Linked DNA regions of Sus scrofa: region 1 is linked to region 2. Evidence: chromatin contacts called from public Hi-C data. All regions are on one chromosome and are shown on one strand. Each heading gives the region's core, a stretch centred on a gene start, on an enhancer-like site or on the middle of the called end of the contact. The rest is flanking DNA. Distances are from core to core; before and after follow the strand shown. Region 1 overlaps ARHGAP24 (rho GTPase-activating protein 24). Region 2 overlaps ARHGAP24 (rho GTPase-activating protein 24).

The links. A called contact is a pair of places that touch in the nucleus more often than the background predicts.
Region 1: a contact with region 2 is called in a Hi-C map of retroperitoneal adipose tissue, with 2.4 times the contacts expected there. The contact joins two enhancer-like sites. A contact is called at or near these places in 22 of 47 Hi-C or Micro-C datasets (adipocytes, alveolar macrophages, blood and 16 more) and 2 of 2 datasets of contacts at active chromatin or transcription factors (alveolar macrophages and skeletal muscle).

Annotation. Positions count from the first base shown.
Region 1 is chr8:133,350,798-133,356,593 of Sscrofa11.1, forward strand. The region is part of intron 1 of ARHGAP24 (rho GTPase-activating protein 24); the gene reads right to left. Among named protein-coding and RNA genes, the nearest start is that of ARHGAP24, 150 kb to the right of the region's middle. Within about 2 kb of position 3,009, at least 3 of the 83 cell types and tissues checked have an H3K27ac peak or open chromatin away from gene starts, as enhancers often do. A contact at or near this core is called in retroperitoneal adipose tissue, where this site is marked.
Region 2 is chr8:132,980,262-132,986,149 of Sscrofa11.1, forward strand. All of the region lies in intron 3 of ARHGAP24 (rho GTPase-activating protein 24), which reads right to left. Among named protein-coding and RNA genes, the nearest start is that of ARHGAP24, 520 kb to the right of the region's middle. Within about 2 kb of position 1,535, at least 11 of the 83 cell types and tissues checked have an H3K27ac peak or open chromatin away from gene starts, as enhancers often do. A contact at or near this core is called in retroperitoneal adipose tissue, where this site is marked.

The sequences.
Region 1 (5,796 bases), core at 1,759-4,258, 370 kb after region 2:
TTTCATTTGGGAAGGAAAGGAGGGCAGAAGCCATCATGAAAGTACCTGAAAACTTTCTCAAAAGATAGAGCCAGACCTACATTTTTTAAGCCTTCCCAAACGCCATCCTCTACTTCTCAGTTTGCTACCAACCTTTTCATCCATATATGCTATTCCTGTCACCTAGCTGAGGTGCCAGGTTCTCCTCTGCTATGCTCCAAAGAACAACTGCTGAAGGATATGAATAGGTAGGAAATACATAAAGCCTAAACCTAGAAGCATTGTGTTCTTGCTCCTAAAATGCCTGTAATGCACACTTTTTTAATACAACTCTGTAGCATGCCTCACCATGCTTTCTCTAGGAATCTGTCCGTGATTCCCCAGGAAGAACCAGAGGTTCATTAAAGTGATGCTATGTCTACTATTATCTCTCCTCATTGATTCCCCCACCAGAATAGCCCCCAAAGCTTGAGAGACTTGAATCTTTCCTGTCCATATGGTCATAACACTGTTGGAGATACTAATGATCTGATGAACATTCAGGGGTCTTAGTGTAGGGTCACCAAAGGCAACAATGTGTCCAGTCTTTCTCTTTCACACAGTCTTCTGAATGCAATCAAATGATCCAGATAACTAGGTCATCAGCTCTTCCAATAAGCTAGGACATGAGTTCAAGTTCAGACCTTTGCCTTGTACCCTCATTCGATTAAGAACTTGGAAGAGGTTGAAATGAACAAACTTTTCTATAAAGGTTTTCCTGGTAAAGAGGTGCTGGAAATTTTTAGGTCAGAATAAAAAGTTTAAGAACCTTCAAAATGCTGTAGCTACAACCTTTCTTAGAGTGTATAGTTCATTGCTAGCTTGTTTGTGTAAAAGAGACACATAAACAAATTCATTTTGACAAAAAACAGATGGCATGCATTTTGCACTTCCTTTTAGAGAAGGGAAAAAAAATTCCTGAGAGAGCTCACCAGGAATAATATAGCCAAGGAAGTGCCTTAGGAATTTCCAATGAAAGCATTACCATCAATAGGGACCAACACAAGTACCTTAATGGAAAGAGTATTGAACTACTTTAAATTTTTTCTAGTAGTCAAAGTAAACCTTATTAACCTGAAAAAATAAACTTGATTTTTTTTCTCTGTTTGTATTAAATCCAGCTATAACATCCATCAGGGATTACTGGTCAATCAAAAAATTCAATAATTAATATAAATAAAGCTTCCCACCAAAATCAAGGGGAACAAAATCCCTGGAACATAAATTACTGTGTTCGGGGAATACGATAACCTAAGAAAAAAAGATAACTCTTCAAATAAATACAACAGAAAGAGAAGGATATTTGGACTTGATATAAAATGAGAAGCGGGGTGCTTTAATAGTATTTTTTTAGTTTTAATGATTTTATTGAAATTGAAAATTTTTAAATAAGATTTCAAGTAAGAAATTTCCATTTGAAAGAAAATCTGATGGAACAGACTACATCGAAAGATGGAAGTAGTCTTTAATGAACAGGACAACGTTTACTCTGGGGAAAAAATTCTCCACTTCGTCACCAAAACCATGGGAAGGTGATAATGATGACGGTGGTGGCAGCAGAGATGATGAAATACTAGGGGAAGGATGCCCTCATGCCCGGTCAGAAAGTCACTTCTATAGAGTGGAAGTTTTGTATCTATAAGTAGACTCTTTTCCTTTTTTCAAATCAGGTCCTTCCCAACATACACATAAAAGTTGACATTTAATGTAATGTCCTTCAACAGACTGCACGGGGATTTAAGTAGTGACAAAATGCAATTGAAACAGCAAGGAAATTAATAATAATGAAAATGTTTATCCTTCATTTATTGTATCTTAGAAAGGTAATAATAGCCACAAATCTGCCCTTCTTGTGATGGTGGCACTACTGTCAACAACCAATTCCACAGGCTCAGTATTTGCAGTCAGCAGTCAAAGGACTTACCCCTACCACTCACTATCATTCTGGACAGTTATTTAACCTCTTCTATGCCTCAGTTTACACATCTGTAAAATGGGGTTAATAAGAGTACTAGTTGCTATCCCAGAGTTTTTAAATGGTTTACATAAAGTGAAATACATAGCACATTTTGTGTCTGGCAAATACAGTAGTACAGAGAAAACACAGTCTAATTATTTGCTCTTATTGTAACATTCATCGAGATTCATGAACTGTGCTTCCTAAATCTCAAACTACCTAAAATCTTCATCTGGTATTAGTTATTATATGGACAAACAATATAAAGTCAGATAATTACTTACTTAGTTCTGAGGGGTATTTCCTGCCTGAGACGCCACGATGTCTAAGACCATACCATTATTAAACTCAACCAACCAAGGAGGCTTAACTGAACACTATTGCGGTGAATGATTCATCAAGCGAGTTGCTTTACTTGGGAAGACCCTGACACTGGGCACTAAGAGGTTGTTGACTGGATCTATAGGGTAGCCTATATATAACACACACAAAACAAAACAAGTAAAGAGCTTTCCCTTGAGGTTTTGAAGTTCGGAATCACAGGAAATAGAAAACCATAGTTTCTCCGGCTCTTAGTTGTGTCCAGTGGGAATATGTGAGTCTGTCGCACTGGAATCAGAATAAGCAGTCACCACACACGGGCTGATGTGTGACAGCGTGAGTGAGTCAAAAGCAACACCAAGCAGACAGATTTCCCAGGAAATGCTACACCTTCATCACATGCTCACTGGTAAACCAACGATGGTGGGGACAACGTCTAAATCCACCAATTAATTACTGTGAGGAGAGGGGTGTCAGCATCGTGGCAGTTTGAGTCGATTCTTTTTTCTCTCCTCTTTGACTTTCAACTAATCAGACATCCACAACTGAGGTGGGGGGAGGAGAGGAAGAAGCCCCACTGCGCAGCACACCCTGAAACCCAAGAGAGCCATTCATCTTCTGAAACGGGTGGATTGGACCACGGAGGAGGTGGAGCCTGCACAAAGGAGGCTGTGATAGCAGAAAAGGCATCAGCAGTTGGACAGCAAGCCAGATGACCTTTCTGGAAGAGGAAGCGGAAGATGAAGGTGGTGAGTGAGTGTCTGCCTGGCCACTGTGCGGCAGCTGGAGGGACCACCTGCTCCTCCCAAAGAGAGACTAGAGTGGCTGCGGAATGGGAAAGGAAAGGGCAGTAGGCAGAAAAGACAGCTGGGAGAAGGCGTCTTCCCCTCTCTGTCCCAGGGAGGCAACAGGGCTGCCCACAGCCCTCTGGGACCCTTGCACTTGAGGATTCCCCTGCCAGGCCTTGGGTAGGTACATCCAAAGGCTTAAGTGCCAGGTATGCCCCTCCCCACACACACTCCCTCCACTCTGCTGCCACCTTGTTTAGTTTGTTGTTGTTGTTGTTGTTAGGTTCAGGTTCCCAACCATAGTCAGCGCCTCTAGAAAAACCAAAAACTTGGGCTAGAGCGCCACCTTCTGGAAAGCAAAAGGCCTCTAACTACCAACCTGTTGAATTCCTAGAATCAAAGTAAGCAAAGCCTTGCGGAAATAAGGTGTTTACCACTTCAGATACAGTGGCAGAGCTATTTTTAACCGAAGACCTTGAAAAGTCACAATAATAAGTTATCACAAAAAGAAAAATGACAATTTTCCAGCAATAAAATCCAAAGACATGGAATAGTGTGATCTAACTGATAATTTAAAATAGCTGTTCCGAATAATTTCAATGAACTACAAGAAAACCCAGCAAGGCAATAAAAGAATCATAAGAATAAAATGAATGAGCATAAGGGATGCTTTACCGAAGAGACTGAAATTCTAGAAAAGAACCAAAGAGAAATTCTTCAGCTGAAGAACTCAAAATATGAGATGAAGAATGCATTAGAATGCTTTGGAAATAGAGCAGATCATATGGAAGAGAGAATTAGTGAGCTCAAGGATAAAAATATAGAAATAATACAAGTGGAAGAGAACTAAGATTTTTTTAAAGTGAAGAGACCCTGTCAGAATGATCTGATCCCACCAGGAAAAGCAATATAAGAATAATAGGTATCCCAAAAAGAGAAGAAGGAAAGGGAACTGAGAATTTATTTCAAGACCTAATAGCTGAGAATTTCTGAAACCTGAGGAAGGAACTGGATACACAAGTCCATGAATATAATAGAACACTTTATTATCTCAATGCAAAGAGACCTTCTCCAAGACATATCGTATTTAAACCATCAAAGATCAGTAATAAAGAAAGAATTTTAAAGGCAACCAGGGAAAAAAAGGCAGTAACCTACAAAGATATTCCCATTAGGCTATCAGAGATTTCTCAATAAAAACTCCACAGGCCAGGAGAAAATGGAATGACATACTCAAAATATTGAAAGGTTGAAACGTACCCACTAAGAATACACTACCCAGCAAAGTTACCCTTCAGATATGAAAGGGACATAAAGGCTTTCCCCAGGCAAACAAAAGCTGAGTGAGTCCACCAATACCAGACCTGCCTGATAAGACATGTTAAAAGGAGTTTTTCAAGCTAAAACAAAGAGATGAAATACACAAAACTCTATGTGGTAAATAGTCAGAATTATAATACTATAACTCCTTTTAGAATCTTATATTAAACTTCACTACAGTATAAAGGTATAAAAAAGAGCATTAAAACAACTATAGCTACTACAACCTGCTAATGAAATCACAGTATAAAAAGAGATAATTTGTGACATCAAAACTATAAAAGGGAGTTCCCGTCGTGGCGCAGTGGTTAACGAATCCGACTAGGAACCATGAGGTTGCGGGTTCGGTCCCTGCCCTTGCTCAGTGGGTTAACGATCCGGTTAATGAGCTGTGGTGTAGGTTGCAGACGCGGCTCGGATCCCGCGTTGCTGTGGCTCTGGCGTAGGCCGGTGGCTCCAGCTCCGATTCAACCCCTAGCCTGGGAACCTCCATATGCCGCGGGAGCGGCCCAAGAAACAGCAACAACAACAACAATAATGCCACGGGAGCGGCCCAAGGAATAGCAACAACAACAACAATAACAACAACAACAAAAGACAAAAAAAAAAAAAAAAAAAACTATAAAAGGCGAAGAGTAAAAGGATGAAACTTTTAAAGATGAATAAAGATTTATTCTACCAGCAGGAAAAGTACTATTTTATCTGTGAGATGTTTTATGTAAACCTCACGGTAATTACAAAGCAAAAATCTAGAGCAGAGACACAAAACCCAAAAAGGGGGAGACTAAGAAAAATCATCATGATCAATGGAAAAATGGGCAAAAGACCTGAATAGACATTTCTCCAAAGAATATATACAGATGGCAAACAAACACATGAAAAAATGCTCAACATCGCTGATTATAAGAGAAATGCAAATCAAAACTACCATGAGATACCACCTCACACCAGTCAGAATGGCCATCATTAATAAATCCACAAATAACAAGTGCTGGAGGGGCTGTGGAGAAAAGGGAACCCTCCTGCACTGCTGGTGGGAATGTCAACTGGTACAGCCACTATGGAGAACAGTTTGGAGATTCCTTAGAAATCTATACATAGAACTTCCATATGACCCTGCAATCCCACTCTTGGGCATCTATCCGGACAAAGCTCTACTTAAAAGAGACACATGCACCCGCATGTTCATTGCAGCCCTATTCACAATAGCCAGGACATGGAAACAATCCAAATGTCCATCGACAGATGATTGGATTCGGAAGATGTGGTATATATACACAATGGAATACTACTCAGCCATAAAAAAGGATGATATCATGCCATTTGCAGCAACATGGATGGAACTAGAGAATCTTATACTGAGTGAAATGAGCCAGAAAGACAAAGACAAAT
Region 2 (5,888 bases), core at 285-2,784:
TATATACACACACTCAAAATACTAATATAATGTTTGCAAAAGGCAAAAGTGATACTTTAAAAATATTTTATTTTACATATAAATAGGAAAATCAGCTGTTTAAAAGACAAGCTACTATGTCAGGAAGTTTTAAACATGTACTGAAAACAAAAAAAAAAAGCCATAGATACTCCAAGTTTTGATGCCATGTCATCTTGGTTTTCCTTTCTTTAAAAAAAAAAAGAAGAAGCATTTCTGACTCACTGATCTCCACTGTGGCCCGCATTAGGCCAATTCGGAATAGAGCGAATCTCTTTATTTTAGGCACACGGGAATTCTTTGCACAAGTGTAACAGGAAATTGCTTCCCTCTCTTTTGGTGGGCCTGCTGCTGGAGGAGCTTCTGGCTGTAAAAGAAGGCTGCAGACCCTAAGTGCTAAAACATGGGCCAGACACACCTGGACCAATCCCAGCTCATTCCCTCATGGGCTACATGACATTAGGTAGTTTACTCTTAACTTTTGAGTTCTCCTCACTTTCTTAATTTGTAAAACAGAGATAATTATCTTTTTTTTTTTCTTCTGTCTTTTTAGGGATGCACCCATGGCATCTGGAGGTTCCCAGGCTAGGGGTCTAAACGGAGACCTACGCCAGAGCCACAGCAACGCCAGATCCGAGCTGCATCTGCGACCTACACCCCAGCTTGCAGCAACGCCAGATCCTTAACCCACTGAGCGAGGCCAAGGATCAAACCTGCAACCTCATGGTTCCTAGTCAGATTCGTTTCCATTGTACCACGATGGGAACTCCAGAGATAATAATCTATCTCACGGATGTGTTTGAAGGAATAAGGTAGAGAAAATAAGCAAAGTAGCATTGTCACCTTTAAAGAAACGACTTTCATTAATAATACTATGTGTTAATTTATGTTAATTAGGCTGGTACAGAGAAGGTCGGAAAAGGAGGAGGCTGGCAGCAGGTCGTGTTTTGTCTCTTGCATCCATCTTTCAACAACGGCCTTCCCTCCTCATTCTCAGAAAATGTCCCCTGTGATTTTCCAGACATGAGCCAAGTGTTCAGAGTCAAATATTATGCTCACGTGTAATTGCATGCTATAGTTTTTATATAAAAATGGAATCAAATTTCTTAATGATACCAACAATCCCACAGTTCTGTAATGCAGCTTCGCTCCTTTGAGCACATCACTTTTTTTTTCTTGAATGCTGTTCTCTCTTCACCCATAACCATATGCATTTCAACTGGAAAGCTGAGTTTAAGCAGAATCCTGAAAGATGCATCCACTGATGGGAGTATTTATACTCACTAGCAACGAAAATTTCACCATGGCCACTGGCCAACTGGCGCCGTTCTCACAAAGACAATATAAAGGCTGTGAGACATAAACAGGAACTTTGGAGCAGAAGCAAAATAGCAGTGTTGATCATAATACAGCCGTTACTATGGATTCAGTCTTTCCTCTCTGCAGACACCTTCAGTCCACTGGTTGGTTCACTGAGAGCTCTGCTCTCCCCAAGAAAGGAGGAGTCAGCATCCAGAAGGTTAAATCCCCTGTGATGCCGAGGTGAAGAGAGGTCCTCTCTGCCGCCGGCTCGTTGGGGCGTTCTCTGCTCCTGACACCCTCAACGTCACTGCGTCACATGTACCACAGGCCTGGTGACTTCGCGCTTTTCCCATACTGCATTCATTTTTCGTTTGACCCAGGCATCAGGGCTTTCTTTTCTCTTCCTTGAAAAATAATCCTCTTCCGTCTACTCAGGTTTCCAGATATAACTTCCATTGGTTTCCCTTTAATTCCTTGCTCTCAGTTCTACAGCCCACCTTTTTTTGATTCCAACTTCCAGTTTAGAGGAACCAACAGAATTCACTTATAGAAACAAGAGGCCAATACAGATCCAAGCGTGCCCAGGGGCGCTCTCTTAGGGTGGGATGTGGGAGACCGCTGAGAAGTTCTGGGAGCAAAGAGGTGGGAAAAGGGGCGCGTTCTCAGCTACTCGGACGTGTGAGCACACAGTGAGACCATCCCCAGGCTTGGAGGAAAGGCCCTCGAACTATCTTGGCTGCACTGATAAGATCTGGATGCACATTTCTTTTTTTTTTTTTTTTTTTTTTTTGTCTTTTTGCTATTTCTTTGGGCCGCTTCCATGGCATACGGAGGTTCCCAGGCTAGGGGTCGAATCGGAGCTGTAGCTGCCAGCCTAAGCCAGAGCCACAGCAACGCGGAATCTGAGCCGCGTCTGCAACCTACACCACAGCTCACGGCAACGCCGGATCGTTAACCCACTGAGCAAGGGCAGGGATCGAACCCGCAACCTCATGGTTCCTAGTCGGATTCGTTAACCACTGCGCCACGACGGGAACTCCTGGATGCACATTTCTTTAACTGTGATAAAGTGTGGAATAACAAGAGGGAATCAGATCGGGAAGAACTCCCGCTATCTCCAAGCTGTTGTGATCTGAACCACTCTTGGGAGAGGTCATTGCACCTTCTCTGCCACCAGGAAAGCAGGGGACCATATCCGTCCAGAAGTAATCAGACGAATGTTCTCCTCATTACCATGTCTTCATTTTTCCTGTTGACAGTGCAAGGCCTACAGAGATCTCATTACTGTTGTTTTCCATGCTTTTGCTTTAAATCATTGATAAGCTCTTAGTAACACTGATCCCTGACTGCAAACAGATAGAGGCAGGGGGCTGAGGAGCATATTTTAGAAAGCAATCGGAACACAGCAAATATGCATCTGTCAAAACTGGAGAGCCCAAAATGTACACAGGATGCAATCGGACTGTTTTTAATTTGTGAACTACTTGGGGCAAGTCAGATCTCTTCTGAGGACAATTTGTAAGAATCACTAAAGTGATGGATCTTGAACGCTTCCAAGTTCTGTGCTTCTTGGCTCCAGGGCCTTCTGTTCTTCCTGCCTCCCACTATGATAGCAATTAGAGTCCACACAACATCATATGGCAATGATTTAATTGGCGTCAAATCTTGCTCCAAAGGTAAGTGTCACAGGCATTTTGGTCCAACTCCCCGCTTTTCCTGTTTGAAAGCAGATTACTCAAATAGCAGAAAGAAAACGTCATTTCTGTTGCCATATGGGAAGCTCGATGGTATAGTTAAAGAAAAGTTCAAACAGGAAATTCGAAGTTTCTTAGAACTGCACGTAAGATTCCATCCCAATATCAGAGGATGCCATTTCATAGGACTGGGACATTTACTAATAAGAAGTATAAAAAGCAAAATTCAGGTTAATGACTTCATCACAACTGCTGAATACTCTTCTAGCAGGATTGCTGAATATTAAAATAATGCAAACCTGAACCACATCAATTCAACCTGACTTCAGTTATCTCAAAGTTTAAACTTTGTGTATTATTATTGGGGATTAAAATCAGATAATCTCCTCATTGAAATAAGCTTTCAATGACGCTTCATTTAACAAAGCCATTGAATTAAACATGTTAAAACTTCATATTTAATTTAACAAAGGCATTGAATTAAACACGTTAACACTTCAATAAATTCAAACCAGAGGAAATAAGAAAGAAAAGTTTGCCATCCATGACGCTTTGGAGCATTCAGTTAACAAAACATGTTTTCCTCTTGTCTTTACCCTCCTCATCGTCTCCTGCTGAGTCAATTGCTGAAACCTGAAAATGGGGTTGGATTGTCTTTGGTCATATCCCAACTGATGCATGGTTGAAACAAAGTTTCTGAAGACAAAAACTCCTTCTTCATTCAAAAATAAAATTGATATGACACTTTTTAAAAACTGCTGTTTGGTTTTTTTAAGGTGGCTCCCGCAACATAAGAAGTTCCTAGGCTAGGAGTCTCATCAGAGCTGTAGCTGCCAGCCTACCCCACAGACACAGCAACACAGGATTCGAGCCTCATCTGCGACCTACACCAAGCTCTCAGCAACGCCAGATCCTTAACCCACTGAGCGAGGCCAGGGATCGAATCTGCATCCTCATGGATACTAGTTGGATTTGTTACCTCTGAGTCACAACAGGAATTCCCAATAAGGCACATTTTAAAAATGTCAGGTTGACAGCCAACTTCTGCCCTCCTTAATGTCTGTCTTGCTTATCCCCTCGTTCCACCGCCCCTGCCACTGCTGGGCTTCACAGACTCACTTGCCCAGACCTGGACAATTTCTGCTACTCCCTAACCTGTCTCCGCCTTCAGTCTTGGTCCCAGCCCTGCATAAGGAGAAGCTATTCTAATTGTGTAGCTCTGTGCAGACACCCCCTAAAGCGACCACAGAATGCGTTTCAAACTTCTTAGCACCCTGCAAAAGCCTTTTCCAAGCTGGGTTCAACCTTGATGCCAGAACTGCAGCCATCCATCTCTCTTCACTAGCCAAGCAGGTATCCATTCATTACTCTATTCCTTTTTGCCAGAATGTATTCCCACTACCTTCCTTGTAAAAAATTCCATCCGTATTTTGAGAATCTGTTCCAATGCCATTTCCCCCATTAAGTCGTTCCTGACTCTTTGGCAGAAAGGGATCCCCCCCTTCTTTACGTTCTCCTGATATTTGGTTATATCTTTCTCCTCTAGTCCTTATGAAACTCTGCCCCTAAAATTATTAGTGTATAAGACCAATTTACCTAAAGTGATTCTGACCCAAAGGATCCCCAGATGACACATAGAGAAAAATAGGGATTGGGATTAATATTTTCCCAGTGATATTTATGTTAAAAGCAAATTCTACATTGGTATATTTATCCTCAATAATCATCTGACAGCAGAATGTGGGGGTGAACGTGCACTTATTTCTGTTAATTAGGGACTTAGTTGTGCGGTTGACATCATCCTGTAGGATCCACTGGAAGGAGTGTGGTAACAATAAAAAGGGCAATAAAATCAGTTTTATATTTGAGTCTCACTACCAAGATTACAGAACCTCCTGTGCCTCAACCCTCTCCTTTGCTTAGAAAGGTCCTGGGGTGGCTCATGCCTCATATTCTTTGACAGCATTTACTGTTCTCTTGCACAGACTGCTCACTGCATTTCAGCCTCACTGTGAGCTGGACGATGACCCACGTCCTTCTTCTCTTTTGTCTCCACCTTGTCCTCCCCACCTTCCACAAAGTTAGTGGAGCCCCTCGGGACGTTTCATAACGTCACCACGCTCGCTTCCCGCCCTCGAATATGCCACATGCCCCGAGGGGCTGGGCTCCCCTCTCATAGCATCAAACTGCGAAACGATGCCCACACGCATTCCCCAAATCTCCGCAGGGGACCACGCTGGAAAATAGTGCAAGCGATATTCCTTCCTGAACACACACCACCAGGATGGAGCTGGGGACCTGGGTCATTATCCAACGGAAGGGAACACCTGTTCACCTTCCGTCCCTTGGCCCCCTGTCACCCTAGTTTATTGCAGAGGTCCAGTCACTGTCCCTCATTTCTTGCTCCTGGACTTCAGGCCTCCTCCCTCAACATCTGCTCATCTGTGGCTTGATTCCCATCACGGGCAGTACCTCCGGGACCCGCATTCTCCTGGGTGCACCTGTCAGAGGCGTGGGTGACAAATACCTTGGACTTAAGAGACCTCCTGCACTCAAACCGTCAGGTCGAACTTGTCTTTTACTTAATTTCTGTGAAACAAACACACTCACGTGAAAAGATTACCAACAGCACTGCATTTCATGAGGGAAGCAGCAGTGAATAAACTTTTAAAAGCTGTTAGGCTTTTTTTCAAAGCACAAGCGGACGGCAGAGCGGTTCTGAAGGATTGGTTCCACTGACCCCCTGCTGCCCTCTAGTGAGTGTCTGGCATATCCCCCAGGGTTCCAATCCAGAGGAAAGGAGACTCGCAAGAGAGGGGTAGTCTGACCCAAACACGCTGTGATCCAGTCCTTCGAGGCTCAGAAAAGTCCTCT